Linked DNA regions of Sus scrofa: region 2 is linked to region 1. The links are chromatin contacts, called in public Hi-C maps. All regions are on one chromosome and are shown on one strand. The core of a region is the stretch at or near the end of the contact, and the rest is flanking DNA. Distances in the headings are between cores, read along the strand shown. Region 1 holds the start of FANCD2 (Fanconi anemia group D2 protein). Region 2 holds the start of BRK1 (protein BRICK1).

Evidence for each region. Hi-C and Micro-C count contacts between places; a contact is called where the count stands out from the background.
Region 2: a Hi-C map of skeletal muscle shows a contact between it and region 1, with 5 times the contacts expected there. The contact joins the promoter of BRK1 here to the promoter of FANCD2 in region 1. A contact is called at or near these places in 5 of 47 Hi-C or Micro-C datasets (brain, epiblast stem cells, heart right ventricle and 2 more) and 2 of 2 datasets of contacts at active chromatin or transcription factors (alveolar macrophages and skeletal muscle).

The regions. Positions count from the first base shown.
Region 1 is chr13:66,239,849-66,247,115 of Sscrofa11.1, forward strand. It overlaps FANCD2 (Fanconi anemia group D2 protein), which reads left to right and starts at 2,103. Exons shown (of 44, transcript XM_021069313.1): 1 at 2,103-2,195; 2 at 4,293-4,368; 3 at 5,945-6,085; 4 at 6,676-6,743. The coding sequence starts at 4,305. EMC3 (ER membrane protein complex subunit 3) reads right to left here and starts at 2,115. Exons shown (of 8, transcript XM_003358517.4): 1 at 1,756-2,115. The coding sequence starts at 1,910.
Region 2 is chr13:66,311,515-66,318,089 of Sscrofa11.1, forward strand. BRK1 (protein BRICK1) reads left to right here and starts at 3,924. Exons shown (of 3, transcript XM_003132361.5): 1 at 3,924-4,201. The coding sequence starts at 4,000. It overlaps FANCD2OS (FANCD2 opposite strand protein), which reads right to left and starts at 1,451. Exons shown (of 2, transcript XM_021069317.1): 1 at 1,079-1,451. The coding sequence starts at 1,136.

The sequences.
Region 1 (7,267 bases), core at 853-3,352:
TGCATATGCTGTGGGTGTGGCCTCAAAAAGCAAAAAACAAAAAACTCCCACCTTGTGTGTAGATTGTACCAACTGTGAATTTCATTTTGAGTTAGAAAAAGGAGCTTTGAGTCTGATATCATTCAGAAACATCACTCTGAAATCACATGGTGAACCCAGAGCAGAAAATTATGGCAGAAAAATCTGTGACAGCAGTTATTGTGGGCAAGAGAATTTAATTTGGAAGTGAGTCTCATATGGATTTAATTACAGGCACAGTATTTTACTATTTTGGTTACTTTGGGGAGGCCACTTAACCTCTCTGGGCTTCCTTTTCTTCAGGGGATTCAGGATTATCTTAGTGTTACTGTGGGGATAAAAGGAAAACAGTTATTGGTGTCAGTAATTAAACAATGCTGAATGTCTGAACTCCAGTCATTTTATATCTTTCTATAGCCTTCCTTTCTGTGGTGAACTGACTTCTTAAGATTATCTCCAGGAGGTTAGTTCTGATCAGTTCTGAAACTGATGCCACAGAAAAATAACTGAAGTAGCTGCTGTGGTACAGGGGAAAGAGCTCCAGACATGGGAACCAAAAAACTTGGCTTCAAGTCCTGAATGTCACCATGTGTGACTTTGGATCCTCTTAAGCCTCAGTTTCTATTAAAACTGAATAGCATCTACCTCACAGAACTGCTCTGAATTTTAAATGTTAATGAATATAAGTGCTTAGCATAATGCCTAGCAGAAAATAAGTGTTTAATAAGTACTGGTTTATGATTATTCTCAACTGAATTGGGAGGCACAACTGAAAATGATAAAGCAGTGCTTTCCAAACTTCAGTTATTCCCATTCCATGATTATGGTTTTTGTCTTATTTACCAAGCAGTTGTACTACTAAAAACTTAATATTTTTTTATATATCAACTTTTCCTACTTATATAAGTTTTAGAAGTCTTTCAATTACCAGCAACATGGCTTAACACCAGTATTGTTTGCCACACATAGAAAATAAATGTTAACATAACTGCAATAAAAACAAAAGAACATTATTAACTTTCAGCTAGATATTGTTACCTGGGCAAAGTTCTGAACCTAAGGCTTGCTCTTTGTTAAAATGTGATTAATATGTGATAGGAAAGTGTTAAAGACATGGTAGCATTCGCCTGAGTTGGTCTCAAAATAATCAGAACGATTAACTGAAAAATTTTTTAATTTGATATGGAGTGGACACATGTCTGGATATCACCTAAATTCTCTCAAATTACTTCTTGACACAGGTAGATACAGTCATGAAGCACATGAGGAAGATGTTGTCTCCACTCCAGGAAGGGAAATGATTAATTACATCTCCTCACATCTCTATGACAGTTTTACATTTGCAAAGCACTTGGAAAGCTGACCACCACAGTAGTTTGGTAAAAGAAGTATAATCACACCTATCTTTTTGATTAAGAGTTCATAGATAAGACCACCGAGGGTTGGCCACTAGCCTAATAATATTAAGAGCAACATTTTATTGAACAACTACCATGCCCCAAGTCTATGATAAAGTCTCCATAGACATCATCTAAAATTTAATCCCCACGCCTGCTCTATGGGGCATGTCCTGTTATCATCCTCTTTTTGCAGATGAGGAAAGTGAAACACACAGCCAAAGAACACTGAGGTAGTGGGGGGGGGCGATGAGAAACCCCGGCAAACTAACATAACCCCTACATTTTCTTGCCCAAGGTCATAGGAGAGTAGGATCGCCGGAGAAGGGAGGGCGCTAACCTGTCAGAGACTTGTTCCTGGGTGAGCTTCTTGTCGCTCTGCAGCAGGATGGACACGTAGTGACGGATCATGCCCACGAAGAAGGTGATAATAACGATTGGCAGGACCACCCAGAGGCGGATGTTGGAGTCGAGCAGTAGCTCAGGCCCCGCCATCTTCACAGAGCGCCGGCGGCCTGCGGGTGTAGCCGGGTTTCTTTTTCCCGGGGCGCGGGGTTTCTCGTCGAGTTAGTCTCCGGGCCTTCTCACTCCCCTTAACCAGCTTGGCGGGGGACCCACCACGGTAGCCTCGGCCCTCACTCCCTTCCCCCAGGCCGGGCCACTGGCCCGCCCACTTCCGGCGCGGAAGTTTGACGTAACGGCCAGGCGCGCTCCGGTGGCGTTGGCGTGGCGGCGTGCGGGGCGGGAAAGTCGAAGCCTAGGGCGGTGACTTCTTGGCGGGTAAGTGGAGCAGCGGTCATTGTCCCTCGAGGTCCCTTGCCCTGTGGTCTGGTCCCAAGGCCCCCGCCGAGCGCGGCTTTTCCCTCTGAGGCTTCGAGCCCCAAACCTGAGCTTCCTTTGTCGCGTGCCAGTACCCACCCCCCACCCCCAGATACCTTGCTGCGTCGTTAAAATGACGAAATAAGGAGGGATTTACCGAATTGGTCCGGGCAGCCCGCCCTATCTCCTCGGCTTTCAGACTTTTCTGGAAGCGTGATGGGTTAGCACGTGTTAAAGATGTGTGCGCAGAAATCAGACGGCCTGACTTACTTTAGTTTTTCCGTCTGCAGAATGGCTGGTAGTGTTTATAAGTAGTAAACGAGGCCACGGATAAAGAATACGCTTAGCATGGTGCTTGGTATGTAGCGGATATTAACTTTTATTGGAAGCCATTATTATAATCAAGAGTACGTGTAGTTGGTAGTTAAGAGTCAAATTCTGGAGCCGGATTGCTAAATTGGAACCCCAGCTCTGCCACTCAATGTGAGAATAATAATGGTATCTACTTCAAAATGTTTTATGGCGTTCCCGTCGTGGCGCAGTGGTTAACGAATCCGACTAGGAACCATGAGGTGGCGGGTTCGGTCCCTGCCCTTGCTCAGTGGGTTAAGGATCCGGCGTTGCCGGTGAGCTGTGGTGTAGGTTGCAGACGCGGCTCGGATCCTGCGTTGCCGTGGCTCTGGCGTAGGCTAGGGGCTACAGCTCCGATTTGACCCCTAGCCTGGGAACCTCCATATGCCGCGGAAGCGGCCCAAAGAAATGGCAAAAAGACCAAAAAAAAAAAAAAAAAAAAGTTTTATGAGGAATAAATGAAGTATTAAACATAAAGCACTTAAAATAGTTTTTGCTAGCTGTTAGTAGTTACCTTCCTGCCAGCCATTCTCCTTTAGCAAATATTCTTGGAAGTTTTTAATGCCAGGTGCTGTGCTGGGGTCAAGGGATACCGAGATAAGTGACACTAGGTTCTTGCTCTCAAAGAGCCTGGCGGTAAGGGCTCCCACACATCTCTGTGGATCAGGGAAGCTGGAGTGGTAAACTCCCTGGGAATAGGAGGAACACTCTTCAAGGAAGATGGCTTTTGACTGAGTCTTTAAGGAGGTGGAGTAATTTACAGGCAGATAAGAGCATTTCAGTTGGAAAGAACACCTTATCCAAAAACACTGAGACAGGAAGGTTCTGGTTTGCAAAATAGAGTAGTAGTCCCTGTGGTTCAGACCCTCCTCTACCTCTGCAGGCTCATTTCTGACTCTACATTCTCCTTCCTGTTTCTCTGTTGAGTTTTTCTCTGCCTGGACCACTCTTCTCATACCTCTTCTACTGGCTATCTCTTATTTCAGCTTTCAACTTCAGGGTGCTGCTTCAAAATCACTTTCTCAAAGAGATTATCCCTGAGAAATTCTTGCTGTTTTTCTTCATCACTCTCAATTAGACTAATTTTCTCATAGTACCCTAGATGGTGAACATTCTTTTTTTTTTTAGTATGGCCGCACCCACAGCATATGGAAATTCCAACAAGGGATTGAATCTGAGCTGCAGCTGTGACCTATGCCACAGCTGCAGCAACACCAGATCTTTAACCCACTGTTCTGGGCTGGGGATCTAACCGCATCCCCACAGATTCCTTTTTTTTTTTTTTTTTTTTTTTTGTGCTTTATGTTGTGCTGAACATCTTATTTTTTTTTATTACTCAAATGAATTTATCACATCTGTAGTTGTATAATGATCATAATCCCCACAGATTCTTAATCCACTGTGCCACAGTGGGGACTCCTAGATGGTGAAAGATCTTAAATGTTATATAGAGAACTGTGGGTTTTATCCTTCAACAAGAGGGAAGTGGCCTGACTAAGGAGGCAACTAGATAAACCAATCTTGAAAGCAAGGGAGTATTGACCAGATGTAGGAGTTGAAGTTTTCTCAGAGAGCATTCTTATAAAGTGTTTGGCTTTGGATAGAGTAGCTTTCTTAGAGCTATAGCTTTAACTTCTCAGAATTTATTCAGTTCTTTGGGGTTAACTTCTTTTCTCTGATTTTGCTCTTGAAATTTAACTGAGGAAGACTTTGATCAAAATGGTTTCCAAAAGAAGACAGTCAAGATCTGAGGATAAAGAGAGCCTGACAGAAGATGCCTCTGGTAAGTGTGTAGTCATTTTTGCTTTATTTCTTGTAGCAAATATGCGAGGTACTAAAAGGGAGGTTAAATTTCCTGCTTTCAAGTGCTGGGAGTCACCAAGGCTTAACAGAGCACACAGAATCTAGTATCAGGAGATATGAGATTAAATTTCTGCCTCTCATTCCACGAATGACTTTGGCCATGGTGGTAGGCTGTGAGTTTCAGTCTCCACATCCATAAAAGGAATCTACATACATAAGAGCTTATGTATTGTCCATGTTTTAGGTGCTGGACACATAGTCTCCTTACCTCCCTTAAAAAAATTTATGATCTAGTTAAATGCTATGATAGGGGTATATAAAGGAAAAGCATCATATGTATCAAAGCTGGCACATCAGAGGCAAAGAAAGAGACTGTCCATATGAGAATGTAGTTGACAGCCCTGAGAGTTCCACTGAGAAGGGGTCTTTCATTTATCATACTCATTTAGTCTATTAGGGCACTTTTAACTTGTTATATCATTGACGGAGAAGAGTACATAATCACACATTAAGAACCTTTTTGTTTGCTTACGTTTTATGACTTCTCTGGGTCAAAAGCTTTGGGATAAAACCATTCTGGGCTTTGTAGTCAAAAATGTGATGTAGGAGAACCTGCCTCATTTTTTCTATCCCTGCATCTAGATCATTGGTTTTCAAACTTTGGTGTGCATCAGGAGTATTACCTGGAGAGTGTGTTAAAAATTTAGATTCCCAGACTCCATTCGTAAGATTTAGTTTCTGCAGCTCTGGAACGTGACCTAAGACTATGCTTTTAATAAGTAATTCCAATGAGGTGATTTGTAGACCACATGAGAGATCCCGACTGCTTTAGAATTTGGGTGGAAAACATTTCCCTGGTTGTCATTAGAAGTGGCACATTTTAGGAAGTTGCCATGAGGTATAGTGGGTTGAGGATCTGGTGTTGCTACAGCTGTGGTGTAGGTCACAATTTTGGTATGGGTTCGAACCCTGGTCCAGGAACTTCCACATGCGGAGGGTGTAGCCAAAAAAAAAAAGTGGCACATTTTAAATTGTTCAAATGAAAACTCAATAGGTGATAATAATTCTATTTATTTATTTATTTATTTATTTTGGTGTTCTTAGGGCCGCACCTTCGGCATATGGAAGTTTCCAGGCCAGGGGTTGAATCAGGGCTGTAACTGCCGGCCTATATCACATCAACAGCAATGCAGGATCTGAGCTGCATCTGTGACCTATACCATAGCTCATGGCAATGCCAGATCCTTAACACATTGAAGAAGGACAGGGATCAAATTCATGTCCTCATGGACACTAGTCAGGTTCATTACTGCTGAGCCAACATGGGAACTCCACAGTGATTGTTTAATTTGTTTGTTTGGAGGCCATATTGCTGACGCTTGTGAGAAACAGTATTTCACTACAGTAGTAGGTTCACTATAATTCCTTAGGAACCCATCAACTTTCTCCTTTTTTTTTTTTTTTTAGCTTTTTTCTTAGGGTTATTATTCTAGGGTTTACATTTAAATCTTTGCTTTACTATTTGTAACATTCTTGAAAATTTTGTCTGTTTTCAGAAACCAGGAAGCAACCACTTTCCAAAAAGACAAAGAAATTTCATGTTCATAATGAAGTTGAGGAAAATGACAGTGTCTTCGTAAAGCTTCTTAAGACAGCAGGACTTATTCTTAAAACAGGAGAGAGTCAGAATCAACTAGGTACTATTTTAATCTAAATCTTTTCTCTGGGTATATTTAAAGGGCTCAGAACTGAATCATGGATTTTCTTTTTTTTTGAATCATGGATTTTCTAGAGGGCAATGAAGATTAGAAATACCACCTGTCCTGAGGCAAGGATGAAGTTGAAATTGCTTTTTAGAGAATATCGTTATTCTTTTGGTCCTGATTAATGCGTGTTAAGTAAAGTACTTCTAATTTTTTTTTAAGAAAAAATGTTATATGCTAGTATTACATTATATTTTCTTGTGAAAAATAATTAATACCAGAGAACAATCTGATCTGTATTAGAGTAACTTCAGAAAAGAACTTATAAAGCCATGTAAGGCCCTGATTTGTGGGCACAGATTATTCTGTCCAGCTAAGGTTATGGCCTGTTTTTTTTAGAACACTTAGTAGCTATCCTTTATAAAAGCTAACTCTTTTGCTGTGGATTTATAAGATTTGGCTCAAAGTTAGGTTAAAAATATCCTTATTGGTTTCACCAGACAGGAACCTAGGTCTTTGGGAAAGTAAAACAAGGTAAGAAGTGTTAAAGACTCTGGAGACCATCTAGTTTTCTTTCCTCATAGCTGTGGATCAAATCGTTTTCCAGAAGAAGCTCTTTCAGACTCTGAGGAAACATCCTTCTTATCCCAAAGTATGTACTTTCCCCTGGTACTTTGGGTTTTGCCAGCAGTACCTCAGGAACTGGGAATTTAAAGACACTGGTGTGGCGTTCCTATCATGGCTCAGCAGAAACGAATATGACTAGCATCCATGAAGATGCAAGTTCGATCCCTGGCCTTGCTTAGTAGGTTAAGGATCCAGTTTTGCTGTGAGATGTGGCATAGGTCGCAGACACAGCTCAGATCCCGAGTTGCTGTGGTTGTGGTGTAGGCCAGCAGCTACATCTCCAATTCAGTCCCTGGCCTGGGAACATCTAGATGCCACTGGTATGGCCCTAAAAAGACAAAAATAAATAAATAAATAAAATAAAAAGACTCTGGTGGAGTTCAAGTTATGGCACAGAAGCTTAAGAATCTCGTGTTGTCTCTGAGGTGACGTGGGTTCAACCCCCTGGCCTGGCCCAGTGGGTTAAGGGTCTGGCTTTGCTGCAGCTGTAATGTAGGTTGCAGCTGTGCCTCAGTCAATCCCTGGCCTGGGGAACTTACATATGCCACA
Region 2 (6,575 bases), core at 2,674-5,173, 73 kb after region 1:
CAGGCTAGGGGTCTAATCAGAGCTGCAGCCACAGCCACATGCCAGATCTGAGCTGTGTCTGTGATCTACACACCACAGCTCACGGCAACGCTGGATCCTTAACCCGCTAAGCAAAGTCAGGGATCAAACTTGAAACCTCATGGTTCCTAGTCAGATTCATTTCTGCTGTGCCACAACAGGAACTCTGTAAAGTTTGTTTTTTAAAGAGTATTATTGGTGGTGTTTCAAACCAGAAGACCTCCCCCTGACCATGGCTGGTATAAAGGAGACTTGTTGATTTCCTCCAACTGGTATGTTTCTCCTGATCTGTTTAGGCCCATGTACACACTTTCTTCAAATATCTCCAGCTGCCTTTGGATGAGAAATTGACATCAGAGGGATAGTTACATATTCCAAACAGCCTATGAAAGGCTTCTAATGCTTGTTATTATGACCCTAAACTCAGGACTGCTCTGGTACACCACCAAGGCACAGTGGAGGAGGGTGTTAACTCCTCTGAGTATGTGATCATAATCCCAGGAGCCTTTCCTCCTTTGTCTCTTAAGAGGCAACAGGGCAGGGGGACAAGGCTTTATCAAATGTCCAGCCTAAATACTCAGCAGAACCAACATGGGATGAGAGAGGGCTTCTGACCCCAGGTCTTTCTACCACTTTGTCACAAGGTTCAAATAAGGATATTTCACACCCCCACTCCCACCTTCCAGAAGTCACCATCATCCACTCCAGGAGGGGTTGAACCTAGGAAGTCTGTTCAAGCAGCTCTAGTAGCTCCCAAATGGGGAACACCTGGTTCTGGCTAAAAAGTCTTCCCCTTGGTACCAGTCCCCCTCCGAGGACCCGCATCCTGATTTCCCCATCTGGGAAAGTGGAAGACAGCGTCTTAAGTACCCCTGAGGTTCTTGTGAACTGTGAACTGCGATCCCAAGGGGCTGGAGCTACCCTGAGTGGGGAAGGCTTCCCCTTCCGGCCAGGAGAGTGGGCTGTCCCCGGGGGTCCCTACCCGGGGGCGGGGACAGAGGGCTAGCGGAGGTGGTGGTGAGAGCCCAGGCCGGTCCCACCATCCGGGCCAGGGGCTCACCTGCTGAACTCCGAGGGCCACACGCTCCAGAGTGGCGGCCGCTGTTTCCAGGCCGCATCTTTTCTCCACCGGGCGCCTGGCAACCGCCTTTGTGACCCGGAAAGCACGCGGTGGGTGGGGGTGGGGTGGGGGACTCGAGGAGCCCCGCTGGGAGCCCCCACCTCCCTGGAACACTTGGCCCGGGCCTTAGCCTTCAGCAGTGCCAGTTGGACCCCCACCCCCTCTCTTCCCCTTTGGCAGTTGATCTGTGCCTTTGATTTGGCAGAAGAGGGCCTACTCCAAAGACTGGCCTGGAATCTACATGTGTTCCTGGAGCTATAGTTAGTGTCAAAAAGTAAGCTCCAGGAGTTCCCCTGGCGGCCTAGCAGTTAAGGATTTGGTGGTGTCACTGCTAGGGTGCAGGTTCTTATCCCTGGCTCAGGAACTTCCGCATGCCCTGAGCACCACCAAAAAAAAAAAAAAGAGGGGGAGTAAGTTCTAGTCTTTAAACCCTGCTCTGGGGGTTCAGGCTGACTTGCGCAGAGTTCCAAAGTCTTTTGCTGCTGCACTGGAAAGATCCAGGCACTAGGAGACAGTTTATAAATGCTAACCTGTCAAGAGCAAGAAGAAAGATTCATGTCTCTCCCTGACTTCCTGGCCAAAAACTTTGCTCTGCTTCCTGTTAAATCTCAAAAAGAACAAATTAACTAATGGCCCACCTGCCCTTAGCTTACAAACCCAGAAATTGCCCTGGTGCTTTATGAGCAGTCACCTTTTTGTCTGGCTCTTTGGATGAAGCCAAGGGGAGGAGACTGGGAGCCTGGGGATGTGGTGTCAGGATAAGATTCTAGTTTGGAAGATCTGATAGTCTGGAGGGACTTGTCAAGAATTGTCAGGTGTCCACTGTGTGCATGTGCCTGTGGAAGGAGAGATCAGTGGAGAGAGTGGGAGGCTGAGGCAGAAAAATGGAGAGGGGCAGAGACTGATGAGTCTTGGAAAAGACTAAAATGATTTTGAACTACTGGTTTTTTCCCTAGTAAGTTTATTTAATTAATTTATTTATTTACTTATTTAGTCTTTTTAGCACAGCATATGGAAGTTCCCAGGCTAGGGGTCGATTCAGAGCTGCAGCTGCCGGCCTACACCACATCCACAGCAATGCAGGATCCAAGCTGTGTCTGAGACCTACACCACAGCTCATGGCAATGCTGGATATTTCACCCACTGAGCGAGGACAGGAATCAAACCTGTATCCTTATGGATACTAGTCGGGTTTGTTACTGCTGAGCCACAATGGGAACTCCTTTATTTTCTCTTGAATCAGAGACAAAAGTTTTTATTGTGCAGTTGAGTTTTTTTTAATGAAAGTCTGCAAAGCAAAATTATATGATTAAAAATTGTTAGACAATGGTTCATCATGCTGTACAGTAGAAAAAATGACAGAACTCTGTAAACCAGCTATAATGGAAAAAATATCATTATATAAAATAAAGACAGTTCCCATCGTGGCGCAGTGGTTAACGAATCCGACTAGGAACCATGAGGTTGCGGCTTCGGTTCTTGGCCTCGCTCAGTGGGTTAACAATCCGGTGTTGCTGTGAGCTGTGGTGTAGGTTGCAGACGCCGCTCGGATCCCATGTTGCTGTGGCACTGGCGTAGGCTGGCAGCTACAGCTCGGATTCGACCGCTAGCCTCGTGAACCTCCATATGCCGTGGGAGCGACCCAAGAAATGGCAGAAAGACTAAATAAATAAAGACAAAATATTTTTTAAAATTGTTAAAAAAGAAAAAGAAAAAGGAATTCCCATCGTGGCACATTAGAAACGAATCCGACTAGGAACCATGAAGTTTCGGGTTAGATCCCTGGCCTTGCTCACCGGGTCAAGGATCCATTGTTGCCGTGAGCTGTGGTGTAGGTTTGCAGACGCTGCTTTGATCTGGCATTGCTGTGGCATAGGCTGGCAGCTACAGCTCTGATTAGACCCCCTAGTCTGGAAACCTCCATATGCCAGGGGTGCGGGCTCCCCCACCAAAAAAAAAGAAAAGAAAAAATTTTGTATTTTGTTTTCTTCTTCACTTTAGCATGTGTGTTCTGTTGCCATAATTGACATTTAAATGACCTCATAATATTGCTCTAAGTGACTATACTGATATTTAGCCATTCCCCAACAGTTGAGATTTGTTTTTTTAAATGAATGATGCCTTTAAGAACATTGTGCTCAAAGTGTTTTCTCTTTTCCAATGAGCTCTTCTTTTTTGTCTTTTTTGGGCCGCATCCCAAGGCATGTGGACTTCCCAGGCTAGGGGTCGAATCAAAGCTGTAAGCTGCCAGCCTGGACCACAGCCATCAGATCAAAGACTCTGCAGCTCTATCTAACCCACTGAGCTAGTGCCAGGGATGGAATCCACGTCATGGATACTAGTCATGTTCCTTACGGCTGAGCCACAACGGGAACTCCACCAATGACTTTATTAAATTTCCTTCTGAATAGATCTTGCCAGCTTACAGTATGACCAGCTATTTACTAATTTTCCCATTTCCCTTCAGCCAGCCTCTTCATCTCTAAGTATTATAGTTTAAAAAAATAACCTTTTGTTCATTTGATAAATGCAAGGTGGGCATCATGTGTTGTTAAAAGGCATTTTTGAAATGACTTGTGTTTTCTGTGGTTTAATTGGCATTGCCCAGCTTATTGTGGTCAGAGATCTCAGTTTGGAGCGCCTGAAGTTAGGGTTGATGCGGGCTCACGCGCCCCCTAACGACCAAAACTGCCAGTGACTGAGGGGGGACGGGGGGGGCTCTGAGTGCGTGCGCACTCCATTCTCCAAGCCGGTTTTGCGGCCACCGTTTTCCGGGGTGTGGGAGAAGAGCGAAGACGCTGGCGGGGACTTGACAATGCGCAGGCGCATCACGAAGCCTGTGGATTTGTGGCCAACCGAGCATGGGCGTGGGCTGGCTGCGTCGGCGCACTGGAGGCCTGGAGGGTCGAGGCGCGTGCGCAGTCGCGCTTCCTTCAGCTGCAGCCATGGCAGGCCAAGAGGATCCCGTGCAGCGGGAGATTCACCAGGATTGGGCGAACCGGGAGTACATTGAAGTCATCACCAGCAGCATCAAGAAAATCGCAGACTTTCTCAACTCGTTTGGTCAGCGGGCGAGCAGGGGGAGGCAGGGAGGAGGGGGGCCCGCCTAGGGAGGGCGCTGAGAAGCTTTGACGCGGGTTCTGGGAGCCGTGGGCTCCTGCTGGTGTTTGCTTCCGCCTTCAGGCCGCACTTTTCCCCTCTCGCTCTGACCCCCGGCCTCCACTGATCATTCCCTGTGGGGTTATCCTGCCCCACGCTGAGCTCATCGGCTTCATTGCCTTCCCCCCGCATCCAGTAACAAGTCCGTTCCTTTCCCGGACGTGTCAGACAGCCCCATCCATCGCCTGAATCTTTCCTTCTCTTCAGGCGTCTCCCTTCTTTTGTGCTTCGTTTCAGTCGTCACTTGGTGCTCAGAGAGCGCTGTCCAGAAGCCCTTTAGCGTCGAGCCTGTTAGTCGCCCCTCCTGTCGGTCCTTTCCTGTCTCGGCGTGTGCTGTGCAGAGTGGTAGATGAGAGCGGAGGAGGGCCCACATCGCGTCCGGCCAGGGACATCTCTGCATCGCTAGTATCTAGACCACAGTGGGTGTTGTCTGCTTCTAGCAAAATCTTTCCTTGGCATGACCTGTCCGTGACAGTCTTAAAGTTCCTTCCGCGTTGTTTCCTATCCTTGTGCTACACCCTGCAGCAGAGACTCCTGACTCTTGTTCTCCGAGTGTTACTTTGAAAGAACCGGGCACTGGGTAAACTTTTTATGTCATCACAAGGTGTGGGGATGACATCTAGTGATCTTTTTCCAGTTGTGCTTCTGGCCCACTAATTCAGCAACATTAAGCGATTAAGTAGGGGAAACTGATAAATTTAAAAAGACTTAAAAAGGAATTATTTTCTTGCTAAGAGAAGTCCAAAGGAGTGTATAAAGGTGACAGCAAGAGATTTGTCCAAAAGCATCAGCAAGACAAACTAGATCTGAGTACAAGGCTCTTTCTCAGTCTCTGTGGGGAAGACAGAATAAGAACCATTTCCTACAATTAAGTGATTTCTATTTTGAAGATGAAATAATGACATCAGAGCAAAGCAGAACATTGTTTCTGATTTAATATATTTACATATAGGAATTCCCCTTGTTGCTCGGCAGTAACAAACCTGACTAGTATCCATGAGGACCTGTGTTTGATTCTTGGCCACACTCAGTAATTTAAAGATCTGTGTTGCAGGAGCTGTAGTGTAGGGTGCAGAGGTGGCTGGGATTCTGCATTCCTCTGGCTGTGGTGTAGGCCAGCAGCTACAGCTCCGATTCAACCCCTAGCCTTGGAACTTCCATATGCCTTGGGTTTGGCCCTGAAAAGACAAATATATACATGGTCTTTTACATTTGTATGTAAATACACATTATTTATTTATAATAAGCTTATAAAATATATAAATATATATACTTGCATACAAATGTGTAGGACTATAACCTTTTTAAAAAATGTTTAAAATTCTTATAGCCATACCCATGGCATATGGAAATTTCTGGGCCAGGGATTGAATTCAAGCCACAGCTGCAGCAACAACAGATCTTTTAACCCAGTGCCCTGGGCTGGAGATTGAACCCACACCTCTGCAGTGACCAGAGCCACTACAGTCGGATTCTTAACCCACTGCACCACTGCAGGACCTCTAGAACTATAATCTTGATATGTTTTGGGATGGTGGAGTCCTCATTCAGGGACTGGGGGAAAGGTTGTATTAGTGAGCAGTAAGAATAGTATAAATTATATGCCAGTGATACATATTCATACATATTACTTGCTATAGAAGTTGTGATAGGAATGGTAGTTAAGAAATTATAGATCTCTGGGAGTTCCCATCATGGCTCAGTGGTAATGAACCTGACTAGTATCCATGAGGACTCTCACTGATTCCTGGCCTTGCTCAGTGGTTTAAGGATCTGGCGTTGCAATGAGCTGTGATGTAGGTCTTAGATGCAGCTCGGGTCCCTTGTTGCTGTGGTATAGGCCGGCAGCTGAAGCTCTGATTCAGCCCTTAGCCTTCCATATGCCATGGGAGCAGCCTTAAAAATACAAAAAAAAAAAAAGAAAGAAAGGAAATTATAGATCCCTGGAAGTTCCTGTGTGGTGCAGCAGGTTAAAGAGGCACAAGCCACAACTGTGACACAGGCTGCAACTGTGGCACAGTTCAGTCCTTGGTCTGGGAACTTCCACATGCCGAGGGTGTAGCAAAAAAAAAAGCAGCAGCAGAAAAAGAAGAAATAGAAATTAGTATCCATGAGGATTCAGGTTCGCCCTTGCTGTGGGCTGTGGTGTAAGTCACAGACTCGGCTCTGATCCCAAGTTGCTGTGGCTGTGGTGTAGGCTGGCAGTTACAGGTCCATTTTGACCTGGAACTTCCATATGCCATGAGTACAGCCCTAAAAAGCAAAATAAATAAATAAG